Linked DNA regions of Ovis aries: region 1 is linked to region 2. Evidence: chromatin contacts called from public Hi-C data. All regions are on one chromosome and are shown on one strand. The core of a region is the stretch at or near the end of the contact, and the rest is flanking DNA. Distances in the headings are between cores, read along the strand shown.

What was found. Hi-C and Micro-C count contacts between places; a contact is called where the count stands out from the background.
Region 1: a Hi-C map of tail adipose tissue shows a contact between it and region 2, with 5 times the contacts expected there. The contact joins the promoter of NLRP13 here to the enhancer-like site in region 2. A contact is called at or near these places in 5 of 16 Hi-C or Micro-C datasets (blood, hypothalamus, liver and 2 more).

What each region holds. Positions count from the first base shown.
Region 1 is chr14:64,132,832-64,137,258 of ARS-UI_Ramb_v3.0, forward strand. NLRP13 (NLR family pyrin domain containing 13) reads right to left here and starts at 2,043. Exons shown (of 12, transcript XM_042232565.2): 1 at 2,006-2,043; 2 at 891-1,232. The coding sequence starts at 1,191.
Region 2 is chr14:63,862,742-63,866,952 of ARS-UI_Ramb_v3.0, forward strand. No RefSeq gene overlaps it. Among named protein-coding and RNA genes, the nearest start is that of CDC42EP5, 40 kb to the left of the region's middle. Within about 2 kb of position 1,975, at least 14 of the 54 cell types and tissues checked have an H3K27ac peak or open chromatin away from gene starts, as enhancers often do. A contact at or near this core is called in liver and tail adipose tissue, where this site is marked.

The DNA.
Region 1 (4,427 bases), core at 793-3,292, 270 kb after region 2:
TTTTTTAAGTACATTGTAACCTTGAAAGCAATTATACTCCAATTTTTAAAAAGAGAGAAACACTCCACTTTGCTAAATATTTAAGAAATTCTAATCAAAACTACAATGAGCTATCAGCTCACATCAGTCAGAATGGCTATCGAAAAGTCTACAAGCAATAAATGTTGGAGGGCGTGTAGGGAACATTGATGTCTTGGTAAGTCACTCAGGCGTGTGGGACTCTGTGAGACCCCGTGGACTGTAGCCCACGGGATTTCCCCGGCAAGAATATTGGGTAGGTTGCAATTTCCTTCTTCAGGGGATCGTCCCAGACTAGGGATTGAACCTGAATCTCCTGTGTCTCCTGCATCGGCTGGTGAATTCTTTACCACTGAGCCACTGGGGAAACTCAAATAACTAAATAAGCTTTTAAAAAAAAAAAAAAAAAGGCAGGGCTGCCCTGTGTGGCCCAGTGGCTACAAATCTGCCTTGCAACGCAGGAGACACCAGTTCAGTCCCTGGTCTGGGAAGATCCCACAGGCTGTGGCGCAAATGCACTCCTGCTCAACTCCTGCGGCGGTGCTCTGGAGGCCGGGGGAGCCCGCGTGCACCTCGGCCCGCGCTCGGAAACCAGAGACGCCCCGCTGACTGCAACTAGAGAAAGCCCGGGCGCAGCAGTGACGACGGAGCACAGCCAAGAATGGGTAAGAAGTGAAGATTTTTGAAACGACAGCTGCCTGGTAACAGAGCTGAACTTCCAGCTCCCTCCTGGCGCTTTCTTTCCATCACCACCCGCTCCCGGGCCAGGGCGCCGGACTCCCACAGCCCGTCAGGGAGGCTGCCGCTCAGGGGGGCCCCGCAGTCAGGGAGGACCCCACAAACGCCCGGCAGCGCGCCCGCCGCCCGCTCACCGTGCAGCTCTGCTCGCAGCCGCTCGCACAGCGAGCTCAGCCTCAGGTTCTGAAAGACGCGGAGGGCCGCCTCCCACGCCCGCCTCCCGGGGTAGCACTCCTCCAGCAGGCAGAGCAGGTCGGCGGGGCCCGCGGCTCTCAGGTCTGCCCAGGGGATCCAGCGGGCGCCCGCCGGCAGCAGCTCCGGGCACTGCAGGCCGAGTTTGAAGTCCTCCAGCTGCCAGGGATCCAAGCGCCTCAGGTGGGACAGCAGCTGGTCACGGGCACCATCGTGCCCAGGAATGCCGGCAGGGGAAGCCATCGGCCCGGGAGCGAGGTCTCCAGCCGCAGCAGGAACAGCTCCTGCGGAAACAGACAGCGGAGGCCGGGCACCGCGACTGTCACCCGCTTCGCGCAGCCGGATCCAGCCACGCGCCGTTTTCTCCGCGCAGCCCGCCTGCCTTGTTTTGCTGCGCTTACTGACCTCTCCCTTCCACAAGGAGGGCTTCCCAGGGGCCTCAGCCGTAAAGAATCCGCCTCCCAATGCAGGAGAGCCGGGTTCCACCCCTGGGTCGACAAGATCCGTGGAGGAGGAAACGGTAACCCGCCCCAGCATTTTTGTGGGAAATCTCATGGACAGAGGAGCCTGACGGGCTACAGTCCATGGGGTCGCACAGTCAGAAACGACTGAGCAACTAACACTTCATTTTTTCCTTCCTTTTTAAGGCTAAGAGCCTATTGTATCACCATGTATCTCCCAGACTAAGTGCAAGTCATGCAAAAGGAATTAGTTTGGGGATGCGCCCTACAGCAAAGGGCCCCCAGTCATCAATACGCTTTCGTACCCTGAAAATTGTAAGAGGGTCCGCCTCATGTTAAATGTTCCCGCCACACACACAGACCCTGCAAAAAACTTCTTGGAGGTTCTGGCTACGTCTCCCCTTGTCTGTGTCCACACTCATTAAGCTGCTTGTTAAATGTTTGCGTGCTGTGGGTTGGTGTTTTTTCTCTTTTTTTTCGTATTTAATTATACCTCAATATAGCTGGGTTTTTCCCCCCTTACCTTTAAATCCATCAACAAAGCTGTTTAAAAAAAGAAAAGAAATAAAAAGCCAGTGTAAGGAGACCTCACTCACCAAGCTGTCTTCTCAGCTCTTGCAAGTTTCTGGAAGGCAGACGCCCCACCCCTCCCCAGCCCGTGATTAGCCCCGGGGCCCTCCAGCTCCTATCAGGTCTGTCCGCGGCTGTCCCGCCCCCTCCGCCGAAGCCACCTGCCGCAGGTGATCCAGGAGTCCTTCTCTTCCAGGTGTAAGTCGCCCTGGCTAGGAGAGGGATGCAGAGATGGGGTTCTAATTAAAACCCAGCTGATGTAAATGAAATCTCCCAGATCAGCTGGAGGCCACTGGTGTGAATACCTGTCCTAGAGTGGGGCCATGAAGAAGGCTGAGCGCGGAAGAATTGATGCTTTTGAACTGTGCTGTTGGAGAAGACTCTTGAGAGTCCCCTGGACTGCAAGGAGATCCAACCAGTCCATCCTAAAGGAGATCAGTCATGAATATTCATTGGAAGGACTGATGACGCTGAAGCTCCAATCCTTTGGCCACCTGATAAGAACGCACTCACTGGAAAAGAGCCTGATGCTGGGAAAGACTGAAGGCAGGAGGAGAAGGGGACGACAGAGGATGAGATGGCTGGATGGCATCACTGACTGGATGGATATAAGTTTGAGTGAACTCCCGGAGTTGGTGATGGACAGGGAGGCCTGGTGTGCTGCAGTCCATGGGGTCACAAAGTTGGACACAACTTAGCAGCTGGAAAACAACCACCGCCTTCAGGGCGGGGGTGTGTCCAGAGGTCTTAATAGGATGATGAGAGAGGAGACGAATAAAGAGTCTGTGAGGCTCCGACAGAGCAAACAGACTGCTGGTCGCCAAGGGAGAGGCTGGGGAGGACTGGGGCTCTGGAGTAGCGGATGTGAACGATTATAGAGGGGGGATAAGGTCCTACCGCAGAGCTCAGGGCACTGTGTCCAGCTTCCCAGGATAACCCCTCATGGAAAAGACTATTGAAAAGGATGTACGTGTCTGCGTGTAACTGAACCACTTTGCTGTACAGGAGAAAGGAACACAGCATTGTATGTCGACTACACTTCAATAAAACAAAAATAAAAATAAGCGTCTGTGAGGTCTGAAAATCACAACCACATCTGGAAACATTTCTTCTCCCAACGCCATGAACCAGAAACACGGAGGCTTTTCCACTGAAGGCAGGATCGAGGCAGCTTAGTCTTTATACCACCACTACTTACTATTGTATTAACAATTAAATTAGTGATTTTTAACTAACAATTTAAACTCATTTAACTCACCCCTGGAGGGAATTAGGCTTCTCGACTCCTTCCTGTCATAAACATCTCCCAAAGCAGAAGGAAAATGCACTTGGTCCGCCCCACCATCCACCTTCCCCCCCCCCCCCCCCCCCCCGCACCGCCCTTTCTTTTAAATTTTTTAAAGTCTGAAAGCAGGATAGCACATTTACAGTAGGCTTGAGAAACTCAGAACAGACTTACATAAAATTCCACTATCACAATTATTTTTTAAGTAGATAAATTAAGATTTCTAGTTGGAGTTTCAATATTGAACTCTTAGAAATCAATATTATGAACAGACAGAAAGTAGAAGGGAATGTGCGTAATGCGAAGTCGCTTCAGTCGAGTCCGACTCTGCAACCCTATGGGCTGTAGCCCGCAAGGCTCCTCTGTCCATGGGATTCTCCAGGCAAGAGTGCTGGAGTGGGCTGCCATTTCCTACTCGAGGGGATCCTCCTGATCCAGGGATCAAAGCTGCACCTCCCGCAGCTCCTGCTTTGCAGACTCTTTCCCACTGAGCCACGGGGAAGCCCATAGAAAGAGCTGTAGACCTAAAAGCACTATGAACCAATTCAGCAACTAAGATTTATACAGCTTTCACACAGCAGCAGGGAATAAACTCTATTCACGTTCCCATGGAGTGTGCACTAGGAGACACTGGAACATGTTGTTGTTCGGTCGCTCAGTCGTGTCTGACTCTTTGCGACCCTATGAACCGCAGCACACTAGGCCTCCCTGTCCATCACCATCTCCCGGAGTTCACTCAGACTCATATCCATTGAGTCCGTGATGGCATCCAGCCATCTCATCCTCTGTCGTCCCCTTCTCCTCCCGCCTTCAATCTTTCCCAACGTCAGGGTCTTTTTCGACGAGTCAGCTCTTCGCATCAGGTGGGCAAAGGATTGGAGTTTCAGCTTTAGTCCTTCCAAGGAATATTCAGGGTTGATTTCCTTTAGGACTGAACATATCCAGGTGAAAAAATGTCAGTCTAAAGGTTTGGAAAGCATACAAAGTCTGTGCCCTTGTCACTGTGGAATTATGTTAGAAATCAATACCAAAGGATATTTGAGAATAACCCATATGTGCCCTGCCTTCCACCTTTAATAGGCTGAGGACCCAGGCAATGGGCAATTGTAATTAGTTTTAAATTTGGCAATGAGGAAGCAATTAGAGCAAGGCGTGAGGCCTGG
Region 2 (4,211 bases), core at 725-3,224:
TTCGTGACTGCTGCGGGGTATGGGGTTTGCCAGGGACACACCGTGAATCCACATGAGCGTTTCTCTTCTGGTGTTTTACGCGCTGCTGGAGTTCAGGTGCTGCCGAGTGTCTAATTCACACACTGGCTTTCTCTAGCCTATCTGCAACACAGCGGCACGCGTGACGCTCATGAAGCAGTCGGAGCCTCAGGGTCCAGCGTGTCTCTGCCTTAATCCAGGGCCCCTAAGCCTGGGGCAGCAGCGCATAACCGCCCCCACCTCCCCACCCCCGCACACACAGCCCTTGGGTCTCTAGGGCTCTCTGGAACGCTCCTTCCTCTCTGGAACGGTCTCACTCTCACCCCAGGTCTCCACCTCCTCAGAAAGCCACTCCCTAAACCACAGTCCACTCTGGCCTCAGAGGCCTCCCACCCCCGCCATTGCCTTTCCTCTCGCCTGGGGTCCTGAGGGGGCAGGCGGCCAATGGGAGGGTCTCGAGAGGAGTGAGGTGGGGACCCTGGGTCAGCCCAGCGCAGCCCCTCCGGGCTCATCCCCAGGACACTCTCAGGGCCCGGCCCCCAGCCCCAAGGCTCCGATTCAACAACTGGGGAGTCCGGTCCTCTATGCTCAGGGAGATCCCAGGCCACCAGGGCAGCTTCAGAGTCTCTCGGGGGAGCCAGAGGCCCTCAGACATCTGAGGACGGGCTGGTCTCCCAGGGGAAGAGAGCGCTCGGCTGGCCTGCGGAGGATACAGACTCCACCCCATGCAGAGGCCCCCCAGTCATTCGTGTTGAGGTCCCCAAAGCCTCTGATGGTTGGCAAAGGGGAGTGGCAGTGACGGGGTGCATTCAGTTCTGCTCAGGACAGGCTGGGGCACACAGCGCCAAGGGACAGGCCACTCCCATCAACAAGGAGCCCCCAACCCCATGCCAGTGTCCACCTGGGGCACAGTCCTGGCTCCACTTCCACGATGTCCCTCTCTGAACCTCAGTGTCCTGCTCTGCACAGTGGGTGGAGCCGGGCGGCAGGCTCCCATCGCCTGTCTGCTGGGAGAGTTGGTGGAGGTGGACCCTGGGACCACAGCCTGAGTCTGCACCCGGGAGTGCTCAGCTGCATGGCTTGGGGGGGTGGGGGGGGCATTCGGCAGGTTAGGGCCTTGGAAAGCACCAGAACGTTCTGACCCGCGGCTCGGTGCCCTTTGTCCCCTGCTGCCCCTGCCCCCCTCCTCTGACGCGAACCCCACAGCAAATGCAGCAAGTCAGGGGAGGGGGGGGGGATGGGGAGGCCTGACACCAGAGACCCAGCAGGGAGTCCTCCAAAGCCCCGCACCAAGGAAAGGCCAAGGAAAGGGGCCTGCGTTCGGTTCTGAGCGCCCTACCCATTAAACAGTCTGAAGTTCCTAGAAAGCTCCTTCCACCCCCACTCATTCCCTGATCCTCTGGACAGAGATCCGGGATTCCCGGAAGAGGGAAAGTGGGGAAGGCGCTCCCGCATGGAGGTGGCAGGGGGCTGGCTGGCACCCGAGGGGCCGCCCGGGGACGGCAGGGGCGCCCCGGGAGGGTGCCAGGGCTCAGCGGGAGCGGAGCAGCAGGAGCGGGCGCAGGGGTGAGGAGCGGCGGCGGGATAAGGGGGTCGGTGGCTTTGAGCGAGAACGTGAGTAGCCGGCGTCCAAGGAGCCGAGTTTCGCAACGGCTGTGAGGAAATCCTCAGACTTGCTAACGCAGTTAGCAAAGAAGGCTCGGAGGGGGCCTACCGGATTTCGAAATGTCAGTGCAACCTCATTTTTCACAGATGACTTTTATGGATGACTGTAACACAGAGAATCAGTGGCAGATGTAGACCACAGACCAGGGGAGCGGGCGGGGGATTCAGAGGCGTAAACCGCTCTGTGTAAAGCAAGTGTGACCTGGAAGCGCGGGAGCCCTGAGCTGAGACAGCAGGAGAGGCGGCCGAGGGAGAGGTCGGTCGGGAAGCCTGGGGCGGAGGCGCCCGCCCTCGGGCCTGTCTGCCCGGCTTCCGCATGCCGGGCTACGGGAAGATGAAAGAGACTCCGCAAGACTAGCCTGAGCCTCCTGGACCCGGCACAGCCCCGCTTGTCCAGGCCCAGGCGGCCCCCAACCCCCCAAAGAAGGAAAGAAAGAAAGTGAAGTCGCTCAGTCATGTCCGACTCTTTGCGACCCCGTGGACTGTGGCCTGCCGGGCTCCTCCGACCATGGGATTCTCCAGGCAACAGTACTGGAGTGGGTTGCCACTTCCTCCTCCAGGGGCTCTTCCCAACCCAGGGGTCGAACTCAGGTCTTCCGCATTGTGGGCAAACTCTTCGCCTTCAGAGCCACAAGAGAATCTCCCAAACCCGGACTCAAAGCAGGTGGAGGGTTTGGGCTGGACACTGGGTCAGGGACCACAGTGCCCCCCGGAAGCCTCCCTGTCCCTCGGGCCGCTTCTGACGCCTCAGCTCATGAAGAAGGGGACAAGGAAGGTGAAGATGAGGCGGGGAGTGGCAGCTTGGAGGCCGCCCCAACACTGGGCTCAGCTGGGGGTGTCACGGCAGCCTTGCCCTCCCCGCCCTACTCATCGGAAAACCTGTTCACAGCGCCCACCTCGCAGAGCTTGAGAGTCTTCTGGATGCTGCTGTACTCAGAGAAGCACCTCGCTGACACCCCGCTGCAAGCTTTGGGGCGCCCCCAGGGCCAGCGGGGAACCTCACACACCCCAAGAGCCACCTTTCACCCCGGGGAGGGGCTGCGACGCCACAGGCGCCCTCCCCCTGCTGTCGTCTGACTTCCCCACGGGGACCACCTCCCGGGCCGGGCCCGCTAGGTACTCTCGTGGCTGAGGAGGGCGTGACAGGGTCTCCATCAGGGCCCTCTGGGGTCCCCGGGGAGAAAGGTGGATTAAACTGGACTCCAACGTCTCCTCTGGGCCCTGACCCGGGTCTCGTCTCCTGGACTCTGCCCAGCGGCTTTGGAAGAATCACCTGGGCCCCAAGGAGAGTGAAGTCTGGCACACCCTGAGGCCAGCATCCTCATCAGCAGCGCATGAAGGGCCGGGGACCACATGGCCCAGGAGCTCTTCCAGGCCCGGACGTGGGCGCTGCAGGAGAGGCCGAGCGGCCTGGGGGAAGCTGGGCAGGACAGCGCCCCACGGGAGGACCCTGTCTCCTGCGTGCAGAGCATCTCAGATGAATTCCTTCAGACAGGTGGCAGCCTTGTCCCCCTCAGCACGGGTGAGGGCGAGGAGGAACCGGAGGACATTTTCCTGCCAGAATTGTCTGCACCTTCCAGGAAGGGCCTGGGGCGGCGGTGGAGCCAGCCATACCTGAGGATGCCAGGCGATGCCGGGCTGAGGGGCTTCCTGTCACCCCTAAAGGCATGTGCCCACCACAGGTGGCTCGGGGACTCTGTCCCTGGACAGAACTGGCTCAGCGACCCGGTGGCGGACGTGGGTGGAGACTTGGCGATGGACACAGTCCCTGAAAAGTGCACTTCTCCAGCAGCTTCTTCTACGATGAACTCCGTGCCACGGCTCAGGATGGGGTGAAAGGGCGGGCCGAAAACGGGGACAGCTTCGGCAGGGAGCTACTGCTAGCCCCGTGGGCCCTCATCTCTGCTGACGTCAGGCGGCGCACCTGTTCTGACTCGCAGCGCGCCCTGCACCGCCGCTGCCCTCAGCCTATGGCCAGGAATCTGCAGGCAGAGGCCGGGAAGGCACACCGGCTGGACTTCCAGCAGGGCTGAAAGGCTCCTTCAACATGAATGTGGCCGGCAGAACAACGCCAGCAACTGCGGCGCCTCTGTGCCGCAGGACTGCCCACACCTGGCCCTGTCTCGGCCGCTCGGCTCCGCTCAGCAGGATGCGCCTGAGCTTCGGCAGCCATCTAGGAGGAGCTGTGTCCGCAGACTCGGGGCCAGCCTCGGGGCCCAGGCCTCAGGCCTGTCGTTAACGGGCAGCGGAACGTGCGAGACCCTTCCCGAGCAGCTCCACTTCCTTTGGTCTCTAGCCTCTTTCCCCCCAGTTCCCTTTGGTTTTCCATATCTAAATGCTTTAACTGATTTCTGTATTTTTGTTTTCTTTGAGAGAATACTTGCTGATTTCTGATGTTCAAGGGGTGGCCATGGAAAAATCCCCAGTTTCCTGCTGTCTGCAGGGGAGTATGGCCTTGTGGCCTGGGTAGGGCAGTGACCTGCCTTCCATGTGCAGGGCAGGCGGAGGGGGGCAGAAAAATTTGGGCA